Linked DNA regions of Mus musculus: regions 1, 3 and 4 are each linked to region 2. Evidence: chromatin contacts called from public promoter capture Hi-C data. All regions are on one chromosome and are shown on one strand. Each heading gives the region's core, a stretch centred on a gene start, on an enhancer-like site or on the middle of the called end of the contact. The rest is flanking DNA. Distances are from core to core; before and after follow the strand shown. Region 1 has its middle 8.3 kb from the start of Gm36924. Region 2 holds the start of Fzd3 (frizzled class receptor 3). Region 3 holds the start of Pbk (PDZ binding kinase). Region 4 holds the start of Ephx2 (epoxide hydrolase 2, cytoplasmic).

Region 1 (3,083 bases), core at 75-2,574, 650 kb after region 2:
ACACGTTGTTTTGCTGAAACCACTTCATCTCTCCCCTGCAACATGTGTCAAAGAATGTGTTAGAGAGCACCACCAAATAAATGCCTTTGCTATCCAAGGGTGCTATGGGGCCCTTTTCTTTTCTTTTCTTTTCTTTTCTTTTCTTTTCTTTTCTTTTCTTTTCTTTTCTTTTCTCTTCTCTTCTCTTCTCTTCTCTTCTTTCCTTTCCATTCCTTTTTTTTTTCTTCTTTTCTTTCTTCTTTTTGAGACAGGACCTTACAATGCAACCTCAGAACTTGCTATATAGACCAGACTGGTCTTGAATGCAGAGATCAACCTGCTTCTACATCTGAGTGCTGGGATTAAAGGAGTGGACCACCAGCCTCCACTTGGCAGTGTATGCCTTTAATCTCAGCATTTGGAAGCAGACGTAGGTAGATCTCCATGAGTTCTAGGCTAGTTTGATGTACATAATATATATGTTCCAGGACAGTCAGGACTATGTAGAGAGACCCTACAGAAACAAACAAACAAACAAACAAACAAACAAACAAGTGTGTCTGCCACCACACTGAGCTGCTCCAACCTCTTAGCTATTTAACTTTTAAAAATATTGTTTAATTTATGTACTTTTTTGTTGTACTCAAGTACTCTATCTGTGTGTATACCTGCATGCCAGAAGAGGGCATCAGACCCCTTTATAGATGGTTGTGAGCCACAATATGGGTACTAGGAATTGAATTCAGGACCTCTGGAAGAGCAGTCAGTGCTCTTAACTGCTGAGCCATCTCTCAAGTCCCTTAAGTATTTATTTTTTTTAAAAATGTATTTTATGTGTATGGGTGTTTTGCCTGTATATATGTTTGTGCACCATGCCTCTTTGGAGGTCAGAGGAAGCCATTAGATCCCCTGGAGTTGGGGTTACAGTTGGTTGTGATCCACTTTGTGGGTTCTAGGAATTGAACCTGGGTCCTCTGGAAGAGCACAAGTTGTAATTGCAGCACTCAGGAGACAGAGTTATCTTTGGTTGTAGTGAAATCAAGACCAGTCTCAAAATCAACAAACAAAAATATTTGGTCAACAGACACATGGTTTAACAGTGAGCGCTTGCAAGTTAGACAGGTAGAAGGCCTATCAGGACTAGACTGATAAGAGTCTGGAGCTGCAGTGTTTCAGAGGAACGAACGTCTCAGACAACCCGTGTCTGCGTTTGTCCTACCTTGTTGGTAAAAGGGGGTCCTCATGTTTGACAGGACAGAGAAAAGATGGAATGGGCTGTGAGGGAGCATAGTCCTCCCCACTGTGGACGGCCTTCAGGTTATAGTCCTTCTCCAGCCGGTGTCTGCCAACCCAACGCGCATGCGCTGCTTAGTGGGTAGCAGAATGCTAGATGGCTTTCTAGTCTGGGACTCTTTGTTCCCTGGTTGTTTTCGTTTTTTTGTAACTGCCTTGGCTGTCTTTTCCTTTACAAATCTGTGTCCTGGTTGTAGAGCTGGCTTGGGGCGAGCTGTCCATCTGGGTTTGTTTGATTGTAAAGCGCTGCCTTGTATTTAAAATTACCGTGGTCCGTGCTCAAGAGCAGACCCAAGGGTGCTGTTTCCTAGCCCAGAGATTACAAGAAGCCGCTCGGGTTTACCCCAGCACAGGAGGCAAGCGATCTGGGGAGTCATCTGGTGTTCTGAGATACTCTATTTGTCCTCAAGCTCCGGCAGATGAGGCCAGGAGCATCCGTGGGCTGCCAATCTTCTTTGCACACTGCAGATAACTTGCAGAGATCTTAGTTTGAAGCTATAACTTAGATAACACATATTTTTTTGGTGGCTTATGGATAGTCAAAAATAATGCTTGCAGTACTCCAACTTTGTGCCGATGTCCGTTGTCGGCCTAGGAAAGAAGGTGATTCTGTCCTTCTCTTTTTCTTTCTTTTTTTGTTTTTTCGAGACAGGGTTTCTCTGTGTAGCCCTGGCTGTCCTGGAACTCACTTTGTAGACCAGGCTGGCCTCGAACTCAGAAATCCGCCTGCCTCTGCCTCCCAAGTGCTGGGATTAAAGGCGTGCACCACCACTGCCCGGCCGATTCTATCCTTTTCAATGAAAGTAAATCTGTTCAACATAATAATTTTCAGGGTAAATGTTTCTGTTACTAATACTACCCACACATAAATACACACATACGCCACCACCACACACATATATCCCATATACACCACACACACACTCCACACATACTATATATACACATCATATATACATATATCACACATCCACACTCACATCCATACCTCCACCATACCACCTCTCTCTCTTTCTCTCTCTCTGTCTCTCTGTCTGTCTGTCTGTCTGTCTGTCTGTCTGTCTCTCTCTCTCACACACACACACCATACTTAACAACCTTTAGAAAGAACCCTAGAGTTATTAAATACTAATTATAATTCAGCCCTTTATACACATCACTGCATTTGACCCCAAGCAACCTTGAAATTGAAATTATCATTGGAGTTTAGCCAGTAAGAAAAAGAACTCAGCCACGTCACCATGGTTGGGTACCAGAAAGGGGGGGCTAAATCTAATTTTTCTGACTCTAGGGCTTTGGATTTTGTTTGCATGCTGTGATGCCCCCAGTGTTTTATGACTTAAAGATTTTCGAGTACGCTTTGGACCTCTTGCCTGGTTAGTGGCATGCATATGGCTCTCCGGGATGGCACAGTGCAGAGGCACTGCCTTGGCCTGGAGAGATGGCTCTGTAGGTCAATGCTCAGGGCTCAAGCATGAGGATCTGAGTTTGGAGCCCCACGGTCCAGGGAAATCTCTGTGTGCGCATGCAAATATTGGTAACCCAAGCCCTGCTGGGAAGGGCGGAGAGAGGAAGGTCCTGCAGCTCCCTGACCAGCCAGGTAGTGAGTACGAGGTTCGGTGAGGAAGCCTGTCTCAAAGACTAAGGTGGAGAGAATAGAGAAAGAACACATGAACCTCCGGTTTCCATAAGTAAGCACACAGGTACATAGCACAGATAACACACACATACAGATAACACACACACACACACACACACACACAAGGGGAGGGAAGAGAGAGTGGTGAGGGGAAGGGGTGGGAGAGAAGCAC
Region 2 (3,270 bases), core at 463-2,962:
TGTTCACTCTTACAAGTGATTTATTCTTGACAGTTTTTAAAGATGTACTACCACTTATATATAGCAGTTTCCTTTTCTGCTAAGTATTGTATTTATTTATGGGACCTGACGATGTTGATATATTTGTAATTGTGTCTGTGTCATCCCCATCTGCTGATGTGAGCAGTGGCGTGGCCTGTGTCTGTTTTTATAGCGTACTGTGTACACTGAGTAAGAAGGCTCCTGCAAGCACATTTCCAGTGCCTTAGTAATGGGGATCTAGCACTACATAAAGCTATGACAAAGTTTCTCCTCCACCCCCATATACCACCTGCCTCTTCATTTACTCTCATCAAGAGACACCACTGGGTCCCTGGGGCATGCTGATTTGCCTGGAATGGCCCTAAGAATCAACATTATTGTCCTGAAAATGTTGCTGCACAAGTGCCAATAAGGAAAGTGGAAATTGCTATTTCAGATTTTGTTTATCACGCTGGCCTATCAAATTCTGTCAATTCTGATGTGAGACTGACCTGAGCACAAGACTTTTCAGCATTCACTAAATTACCTGAGAACCTTTTAAAAATTATATCTGACTCTGTCTCTTGTTATCTGTCTCTCTGTACACCTATGGGCCAGAGGTCAACTACAGGTGTGTTAGTCAGTTGCTCTCCACCTAGTTTTTTGAGACAAATCTTTCACTGGCCTGGGGATTCACCAAATGGGCTAGGCTGAGTGACTAGCTAGCCCCAGGACCCACCCTGGCTCCACCTCCCCAGCACTGGGACCACAAGTGCCTGCTATTAGGACTGATTTTGTTGTTGTTATTTTGTTGTTGTTGTTGTTTTGTGGGTTCTGGGGATGTAACTCAGGTTCTTCCGCTTGTATAGCAAATGTTTTACCAACAGAACTGTATCTTCAGCCCATATGTTCTCACCGTAGCCATTTATAAACATAAGGGTCAGTAGTGTCAAGTACAATCACTTGCAACAGGGCCAACGTTGCTGTATGTCCTGTGAGCTACCAAGAGAACCAAATGAAGCCATGGACTCTAAGTTGAAGATGGACAAAAAGAAAGATAGGTAAAACCCTGTAACAAAGAGAAACGCAATCACGATTAATTGAATACAGGCTCTTCCATTAAAATGCTGTGTGACTAAGTAAGACATCCAACCTTTCTGAGAGTTCTTCTCCCTGTTGGGAAAAAATAAAATTGTGTTTAGATGACCTCTAAAGAAATCTTTCAGCTCCTCAAGCCGTGCATATAGCAAAGGGAGTGGGGAGCCCTCTAAGCGGAAGATGAGGCATGTCACCAGCGAGCACAAGCTCCGTCTGTTTATAGTAAGGTCTCGGTGGAGAGGACGCGAAGTGTGCACCTGCTTCGCCGGTCAGAGTGCAGCGTTGCAACAGACCGGGTGTCCCTTGCTACCTGTGCGCGGCACTACCCTTCACCGTGAGTCCCCGAGGTCCGAGGTTGGCACACTGGCTTCCGCACTGGACCCGCACTGAGAACTTGGCTCAGGCGGACTTTGCAAGAAGGACTGGGCACATGTTGGATGAATGCCTCCAGCGCTGGGAACCACCAAACCGACGCGCGGCGCTCAAGACGTCACTATCACCTAGGACGCCAGGCTGAGAACAACGAAGCCGGTCAGCGCTGCACAGCCAGGAGCTGGATAGGAGGCTGACCGTAGCGCGCATGCGCGGCACGTGCGCGCGCACCTCCCTCCCCGGGCCGCGCGCCTCGACGCTCGCGAAGGCTCGGCGCGCCTGCGGTCCTCGGCCGCTCGGGGAACCTGAGGGACGCGCGGCTGCCTGCGGGGCCAGCGGCGCTGCCCGGGAGAGCCCGGAGGCCGGCGGTGAGGTGAGTCGTGCGGCCGACGTTTCCTCCGGGGCCGGGAGGGCGGGAGAGGAGCGTTGCGTGTGGAGAGCGCCGAGGCGCCTGCCCCAGCCCAGCCGCCCCTCGTCAGGCGGCGCTCGCTGCTCGCGTCGCGGCCGAACAAAAGCCCGAGGCCGGCGCTGCCGAGGCGGGCGCGGAGCTGCGGCTGGCGAGCGGCCCGGCCGGAGCCGGGTCGGAGTGGGCGGCGCGGAGTTCGGGGCCGCGGCCGCTCTAAGCGAGGATGCCCTGGGAAAGCGGCGGGGCCGGTACGTCCCGCCCGCGCCGGGCAACCTGTGCGAGTGTGGACGCGGCGGGTCCCCGCGCCGGTCGCCTGCGGGGAGCGAGGCCGGGCCCAGCCGGTTTCTGCGCTCGGCGCCGCGGGGGCGTGGGCGGGAGGACGATGCGCCGAGCTCCGGCGCCGCTGCTTCCCTGCAGCCCCCGGCCGACCCCTGACACCCAGCGCCCAAAAGTTGTCCCTTGCTGCCCATCAGTTTGCAAAGTCGGAGGCTCCCAGCGCCGCGCGCTCCCCAGGTACCCCCGCGGTGGGGACTCGGGGTCGGCAGATTTGCCCTGGGATGCGGCGTGAATTCCTAGCCTCTGGAATAAAGGCACTGAGATGCGGGTAACGTTAAGGTTGTAAACATCCCATAGGCTTTTCGCATCTTGGGACTCTTGGAGGTAGGGACTTCCTCAAGGGAAGAGGAGAGGGCTTTTTCATTTTTCTTTTCTCCTCCCTTTTCCTATTCTTTCCCTCTTGTGGGTAGAAAAAGAACAAAAGCACATGCCATTAATTAGGCAGAAGAGACTTAAAGTTGAAAAACGTCTCGAGAGGTCTGGGTTTTCGCCCAATGATAGAATCACAATTTTTAGCTCCCTTCTGAATTTCTCAGACTGCCGAACAGACGCACCAGCTTAAATCTCACGGTGGGAAAGTCCTTCAGTACATCCAGAATGTTTGTTGATGGGAATTGGGTTGCTTTGCAAAACCAGTACATGAGAGCAGGGAAACAAAGACCAGCTGGGCTTAAGGATGCCACCTCCCTTCTCAGCCTGCTTTGGTCCTCGGTGGTCTACTGGGCATAATGGGCTAGAAGAGGACTAGATAAATCTAGTTGTGTATTAAGAAGCGGGTACTCAAGTTGTGCATGATAATGGCTCATGCCTGTAATTTGAGTAATCGGAAACTAAAGCAAGAGAATCTCCGAAAGTTACAGGCCAGAATAGGCTGTGTAGTGGACCACTTTCTCAAAAAGAAAGGAGGCGATAAGACCTTACATTCTCTCTCTACCTTTAAACAAATCAGTGTCGTCGTCGTCGTCCCCCCTCCACCCCCGAAACAACACATTTTCTTGAACCACAGCATAAAGGTAAAAAGATTCAGGGTTAAGGAGCCAGGGAAAGGAGTGTAAATA
Region 3 (3,305 bases), core at 190-2,689, 540 kb before region 2:
TACCCTGAACTGGCTGTGTACACCAAGCTGACATCCAACACGACATACTCCTGCTTCAATCCCCAAGCACTGAGGTCACATGCTTGGTTACCATGAGAACTGCTTATTTAAGATTTGACTTTTCCCAGGGGCGTGGTGGCGCACACCGTTAATCCCAGTACTCCAGTCAGAGGCAGGTGAATTTCTAAGTTCAAGGCCAGCCTGGTCTACAGAGTGAGTTCCAGGGCAGCCTGGGCTACACAGAGAAACCCTATCTCGAAAAAACAAAACAAAACAAAAAAAAGATTTGACTTTTCATTATACACCTTCCATCACCTATGTGTGTGTGGCAGGGGTGGGTGGTCTATGCACAACAGTACAGGAGCCTGAAGTGAAGGATGGCCTCCTCTGGAATGACATGTAGTTGTTTGTGAGCCACTCCACATGGGTGCTGGCAACCAGCTCAGGGCCTTTGCAAAAGCCCTGCAGGCTCTAACCAATGAATCAAGACTCCAGCGTCCCCCACCCATAACTTTATAATATTAGCACTGCTTGGCTTTTCAAAAGTATCTTTTTATTAGCATATGCTAACTCTACATGATTTCGAGTTTCACTATGAATTTTCATATAAGCATGTAAACATATTTTTTTTAATACCAGTAATCCCATGTATAAAACTCTACCCACAGCCATATTCCCTGTCCTTTCTTTGGTCTCCATTCCCTAGTTACTGGGACCCCAGGCACTCACTACTGCTTCCAGGTTTTGGGGTCCTGAAGATGGATCCCAGGGCTGCATGCATGCTGGGCACAGACTGTACCCAATGAGTCACTGCCCTACCACAGGCCACTTTTCTACTGTGGCCTCACCTTAAAAGCAGAGAAATCCTCCCCCCACCCCCACCCCCCTCCTCCTTCATGGGGAAGGGAGTGACTTTCTCCCTGAACCCCCAAACTTTCCGCGATAAAGGAGCTCAGGGTCAGGGGCTTGGAGGTGTGCGATGGCTCCAAGGGGTTCCCCTATTCTCCATCCACTATCTCCCTGGGTCCTCCCCTAGCCGCTGTGTACCCTCAGTTTGCTGTTCTTCCCCGCAGATCTCCTCCAGGTCCTCCAGTGGAGGCAGCCTCCCTCTCGTCCCCGTCCCTCCCGTCCGCGACCCTCCCCTCAGGTCCTCGATGCTCCACCCCTGACCCCCAGTCTGCCAACCACCTTCGAGTCGGCCAGGCTTTCCCTTACCACGCTCGCACGCTCGGGTAAAAAGGTGAAAGTGACGGGCTGGCTCAAAGCTGTCTGGACACCTAGTCCGGAAAGTGCAGGCTCAGCTCCCTCCCGCCAACAGCGTAACCGCCGCAGCGTTTAGGGCGCGCGCATTTTCAAAGGCCGCGGCCCGCCGAGGGGCACTGGAGTTCTAACTAAAAGCAGTCAGAAGACTCGCTCCAGAAAATGCAGGAACAGCTCCCTCCCGCCAACACTCGCAGTAACCGCCGCGGTGTGTAAGAAGCACGCTTTTTCAAAGGTCCCGCCAGAAGACTACGGGGCGGCACTAGGGTCAAAACTCACGCGTTCGCACAGTCCTCCCAGGTTTACTGGAGTTTCCAGGTTTGATTTAGTCCTAAAAGAAGAAATCTTCCAGAGCGATGGCTAGAAAGACATAGCAAGTGTCAGACAGATGCTGGCGGAAAAACAAAATATATATCTGTTTTGAAGGCAAATTACCCAAATTACAAACACTGCTCAGAATATGCAACTAGGAAGTTTTATTGCAGATATATGTGTCCTTAAAACACTAATTAGAAATGTGTAGATTTTCATTATTTGAGGCTGAGAATAAATATAGAATATTTTGAAATTTTGCTAACTTAAAAAATTATTGCTGTGTTAGTGTGTTTGTGTGTGTGTGTGTTTCTGCTACCCACATGGGAAGATCAGAGGACAACTGCAGAAACTGGCTCCCTCCTTCCCTCCTTAGATTCCTGAGATCTAAATCAGAAGGCCAGGCTCTGGCAGCAAGCTCTTATCCTCATTGAGCCATCTCACTGGCCCAGTTTTGTTAATTCTTGGAATTACCACAGTCTACTTAACAAATATTTTCAGAGCACCTACTGGGTGTCAGGTATCTGCACTTGAGTGCCCACTGCATAACATAATCTACTGTGTTCTCTACAAGAAAAATGAATTAAGTTTAGGAGAACAGGAAGACATTCCCATACCTACTATGTGGCTCAGAGACCATGTGATACCTTAAAAAAGAAAACATACAATGTAATACAAGAAGCACCAAGAGGCCTCCTCAACAGGAACGCTCTGTGCCGCATTGTGACCTCTTCAAACGGTTAAAGAAATTCAACCAGTCTGAGGCCAGATAGATAGGGACATCTTCTTTATGAAGACAGAAGTACACACAGTGGCATGACACGTATGTATTCATGTGTTTATATACATTAACACACTCATTTGTCTACTGACATTATCTTGTAAGACCCCCGAAGCTGGGCCTCCGCTCAAGTCCCGGGATGAGCTGGCCAGCACCCCAGTGGCCCGAGAGAAAACCACACCTGATGCAAACTGCAAGAGGTTTTATTATCAGCTAGCTGAGGACAAAGTCCCTCTGCCATGTAGGGCAGGGGAGTTCGACCCTGAGTGGTGACAGTAGGGGGCTAGCTGAGGAATTGGGAGGAGTTGGGAAGAGTTGGGAGGAGTTGGGAGGAGAGTTGGCTACAGCTCCTTTTCTTTCTGGCGGGGGGGGGGGGGGGGGGGGGGGGGGGGGGGGGTGATGAGCTGCAGCCTCCTCTCCAGCGTCGTCTATCTCCATGTCCTTGTAGGTCTTCCTACAATTATCGCATCTCTGGCTGTAAGGCTCAAAAACAAAAAAGGCGTTTTGCTGGCTATAGAGAACAAAGAGCTTCTTTCTGGCTGCATTTTTAGAGATCAGGGAAAACAAGTTTGGGGAACGTCCAGGGGCCTTACCTTCCAGGTAGAAACGCTCTAAGTCGGGGTCTCACAATCTCATTGGCACTAATACCTATTTTATTTCTATGATTCAGTTTCTCAAATGTTTTCACTTACAAGTTCTCTCCTCTTTCTTTCTTTCTCTCTCCCTCTTTCTTCCTTCCTTCCTTCCTTTCTTTCTTTCTTTCTTTCTTTCTCTCTCTCTCCCTCCCTCCCTTCTTTTCTTTCTTCCTTCCTTCCTTTCTTTCTTTCTTTCTTTCTTTCTTTCTTTCTTTCTTTCTTTCTCTCTTTCTTTTTTAGTATGTAGCCCTGGCTGACCCAGAACCCGATATGTAGATCAGGCTGGGAAGAGCCCTCCAGAGTGCCCTCAGCTGCTG
Region 4 (3,254 bases), core at 44-2,543, 860 kb before region 2:
CTGGAATTACAGGCAGACGGGACCATACCCAGCTCACGTTCTCTCTCGTTCTGTCTTCAGGCCCAGGACCATCTCCTTCCTTCCTTCCTTCCTTCCTTCCTTCCTTCCTTCCTTCCTTCCTCCCTCCCTCCCTCCCTCCCTCCCTCCCTCCCTCCCTCCCTCCCTCCCTCTCTCTCTCTCTCTCTTTCTTTCTTTCTTTCTTTCTTTTTTTTTTCTTCAGTTTTTCAAGACAGGGTTTCTCTATATGGCCCTGGCTGTCCTGGAACTCACTTTGTGGCCTCGAACTCAGAAATCTGCCTGCCTCTGCCTCCCAAGTGCACCACCATGCCCAGCTATCTCGTTTATTTCTTAAACACTCCATCCACTACAGGCACTCTCAAAAGACCCTTTCTGTTCTCAGGGCAACACCCCCACATTTTCAGCCACTTTCCATTTCTTAGGTGTGAATCTCAGAAAACACAAACTGCCCCAGACAAGACTTGAGGCAAGAAGAGGAAGTGTCTGAAAGACTCACAAAAATTAACCCACAGTAGGGCCATTTCCCACCACCTAACACGCAGCAACCAGAGCAAAGGAAGAAGCCAATTCCCGGTTTCAGTAAGGGAGGCAGTCTTTCACAACAGCCTTGGACTAAACGGTGGATTTGTTAATTAACTCATTAGTAGAGGAGGTTTCTCTTTTTTCTCTTAACTAGGGAGAGCACTGGGCCAAGGGGCAGGAAGGTTCCAGAAACCTCCAAGAAGCCCAGCTCACTTTTAAACAATACAGTGTAGAAAAAGGAAACAGACTCGATTAATTTCTTTTAATCCTCAAGAGAAAAAGTATTCTGGGTTAGCACACCAAGACAGGAGGCTGTCTTGCATTCCAGAAACACTGCTAGAAGAAGCAGGCAGATGTGAGGGGGTTGCAAAGATGTGGACCACATTTAGAGAAGAGGGTCCACAGATCCCAACATACATGGGATATGCCAATCAAGACCAAATACTGAAGGAGAAAATGTTTAGAATATTCCGTCTCCTCCAACCTGCCTCCTCAAGACCCCTCTCTCCCCATACCAAGCCTGTTTCCAAACGGTCAAAGTCTGAGAATTGGGGAGCCTTGGCAGGGTTTCTAGTCCTTAGGCTAAGGAGGAAAAAGTGGCCAAGACCAGGATTGACACTTGGGTGGGACATCCAGCAAGAAGCTCCGGGCTAGGCAGCTGATCAGTAGGCAGGGCAGTGTCAGTACTGGGCGGGGCGGGGCGGGGCGGGGCGGGGCGAGGGGCGGTGCTGAGATTGGCACGACCCTAATCTTAGGTTCCCACAGCCAGCCTCCCCACTCTAGGCCACAGCCTTCCAGCTTCGTGTCTGTGTCAGCTTGACGCTGCAGCCCGGGCCGCCATGGCGCTGCGTGTAGCCGCGTTCGACCTTGACGGAGTGCTGGCCCTCCCCTCTATCGCCGGGGCTTTCCGCCGCAGCGAAGAGGCCCTGGCACTGCCTAGGTAAGGGGAGCCGCGCTGGGTCAGTGTCCCGCCTGGTGCCCTGTCCATACGTCCAGCCCAGGTTTCAAATTGCTTTCCAGGTGAGCCTGGGCAAGATCAAAATCATTACCTGGTGTTAAAATGCCAGCGTGCACGAGTAGATCTATTGCCCTTCTAAATGCTAAGTAATTAAAACTTGCTTTAAAAAAAAACTCCTTCATGAAAAGAGGCGTTATTACCATTTGCTGCCGGATTAATGCTACTGAACTGGGTCTTTAAAATACCCGCCGCGATTTACAAGAAAGTTCAGTCCTAGGCCAGCGTTATAGGAGAACTAGTGCAAGAGCAGGTTACAGAAATGTCCCACAGCCCAGGGAAACGGGAACCTGGGAGGCAGTCACTAATATCAGAAAGTAGTAGCTCTGATTCAGACCGAGGAGGGAGGAAGCAGGAAACAGTAGAAAATGTCTGGAATAAATATATCAAAATATCCAGACATGGGACTGGAGAGACGACTAAAGTTAAGAAAGTGCTCTTTCGAGCCACCATGTGGTTTCTGGGATTTGAACTCAGGACCTTTGGAAGAGCAGGGCAATAGTGGCACACGCCTTTAATCCCAGCACTTGGGAGGCAGAGGCAGGCGAATTTCTAAGTTTGAGGCCAGCTTGGTCTACAGAGTGAGTTCCAGGACAGCCAGGGCTACACAGAGAAACCCTGTCTCGAAAAAAAAAAAAAAAGCAAAACACAAAAACAAACAAGAAAGAAAGAAAGAGAAAGAAAGAAAGAAAGAAAGAAAGAAAGAAAGAAAGAAAGAAAGAAAGAAAGAAAGGTGTTCTTGCTGAACTTTTGAGGCCCAGCAACCAAGTCAGGCGGCTCCGGCGGATCTGACTCCCCCTTCTGACGTCTTATGATACCTGTATGCACAGATGCACACACAAACACATAATTTAAGGCCATTGTTTAAGACAGGGTTTCTCTGTGTAGCCCTAGCTGTCCTGGGACTAGCTTTATAGAGCAGTCTAGCCTCGAACTCAAAAGAGCCGCTTGTCTTTGCCTTCTAAGTGCTGAGACTAAAGGCACCCCCACCACCCAGCTACATGTAATTTAAGAAGTAATAACAATAATTTTTTAAAGATCCAGACATCATTCATTGTATCTGAGTTCATGTATAATTTTTTTCTACTTTTTTCTCTTTTTATTTTCCAAACTTTCAGTTTAAAAAAGATGTTTTATAATCAGAAAGGAGGAAAACATATTTATTTTTAAAAAAATTAAAAAAAAAATGAAAGATCACTCTAGTATCACCCAAGGAAAAGAACAAATGGGTAATTTCAAATTACCACTGAGGGGAAGAGGCCTAAGGGCAGCTTGAGTCTGGGAGATCTGCCTCATTTGATGGTTCTTGAATTCTTATGATAACAAAGGCCAACCGGGATTAACCTTTATACTATAGAAATCTTGCAAGTCAACCCAAAGGATGCAGAGAGCGGCTTGTTTGATCACACTGTAGGTGGCCTCAGCCTTGCTTGATCACACAGTAGGTAGCCTCCCTGGCTGAATACCGTGTTCCTATGCTCAGTGTAGCTTCCTCCCTCTCTGGCTCGTTGTGACTTTGTATCTTCCTCAGCTGCTGTTCTGGAAAAGTTTCTGTCTCAGGGTGAATAAACACATCAATAACTAAGAAGCACAAATAAACAAGTGGCTACAATGTCTATCTCAATGGGTCACACTGCCGAGGCTAATTGGAATTTGACAGAGAACTACATTTGAAAGTGAAAAGCCACCTACCTTGTGC

Evidence for each region. Promoter capture Hi-C pulls out the DNA fragments that hold promoters and counts their contacts.
Region 1: a promoter capture Hi-C map of hippocampal neurons shows a contact between it and region 2, with 2.8 times the contacts expected there. The contact joins the enhancer-like site here to the promoter of Fzd3 in region 2. A contact is called at or near these places in 8 of 39 promoter capture datasets (the 3T3-L1 cell line, the HPC-7 cell line, HPC-7-derived erythroid cells and 4 more), 9 of 484 Hi-C or Micro-C datasets (B cells, cortical neurons, embryonic stem cells and 1 more) and 1 of 115 datasets of contacts at active chromatin or transcription factors (embryonic stem cells).
Region 3: a contact with region 2 is called in a promoter capture Hi-C map of liver, with 2.2 times the contacts expected there. The contact joins the promoter of Pbk here to the promoter of Fzd3 in region 2. A contact is called at or near these places in 4 of 39 promoter capture datasets (embryonic stem cells, liver and pre-B cells) and 1 of 115 datasets of contacts at active chromatin or transcription factors (astrocytes).
Region 4: a promoter capture Hi-C map of hippocampal neurons shows a contact between it and region 2, with 2.6 times the contacts expected there. The contact joins the promoter of Ephx2 here to the promoter of Fzd3 in region 2.

The regions. Positions count from the first base shown.
Region 1 is chr14:64,614,717-64,617,799 of GRCm38.p6, reverse strand. No RefSeq gene overlaps it. Among named protein-coding and RNA genes, the nearest start is that of Gm36924, 8.3 kb to the left of the region's middle. Within about 2 kb of position 1,324, at least 3 of the 459 cell types and tissues checked have an H3K27ac peak or open chromatin away from gene starts, as enhancers often do. A contact at or near this core is called in hippocampal neurons, where this site is marked.
Region 2 is chr14:65,260,905-65,264,174 of GRCm38.p6, reverse strand. It overlaps Fzd3 (frizzled class receptor 3), which reads left to right and starts at 1,712. Exons shown (of 7, transcript NM_021458.2): 1 at 1,712-1,843.
Region 3 is chr14:65,804,045-65,807,349 of GRCm38.p6, reverse strand. Pbk (PDZ binding kinase) reads right to left here and starts at 1,439. Exons shown (of 8, transcript NM_023209.2): 1 at 1,216-1,439.
Region 4 is chr14:66,122,561-66,125,814 of GRCm38.p6, reverse strand. It overlaps Ephx2 (epoxide hydrolase 2, cytoplasmic), which reads left to right and starts at 1,293. Exons shown (of 19, transcript NM_007940.4): 1 at 1,293-1,480. The coding sequence starts at 1,380.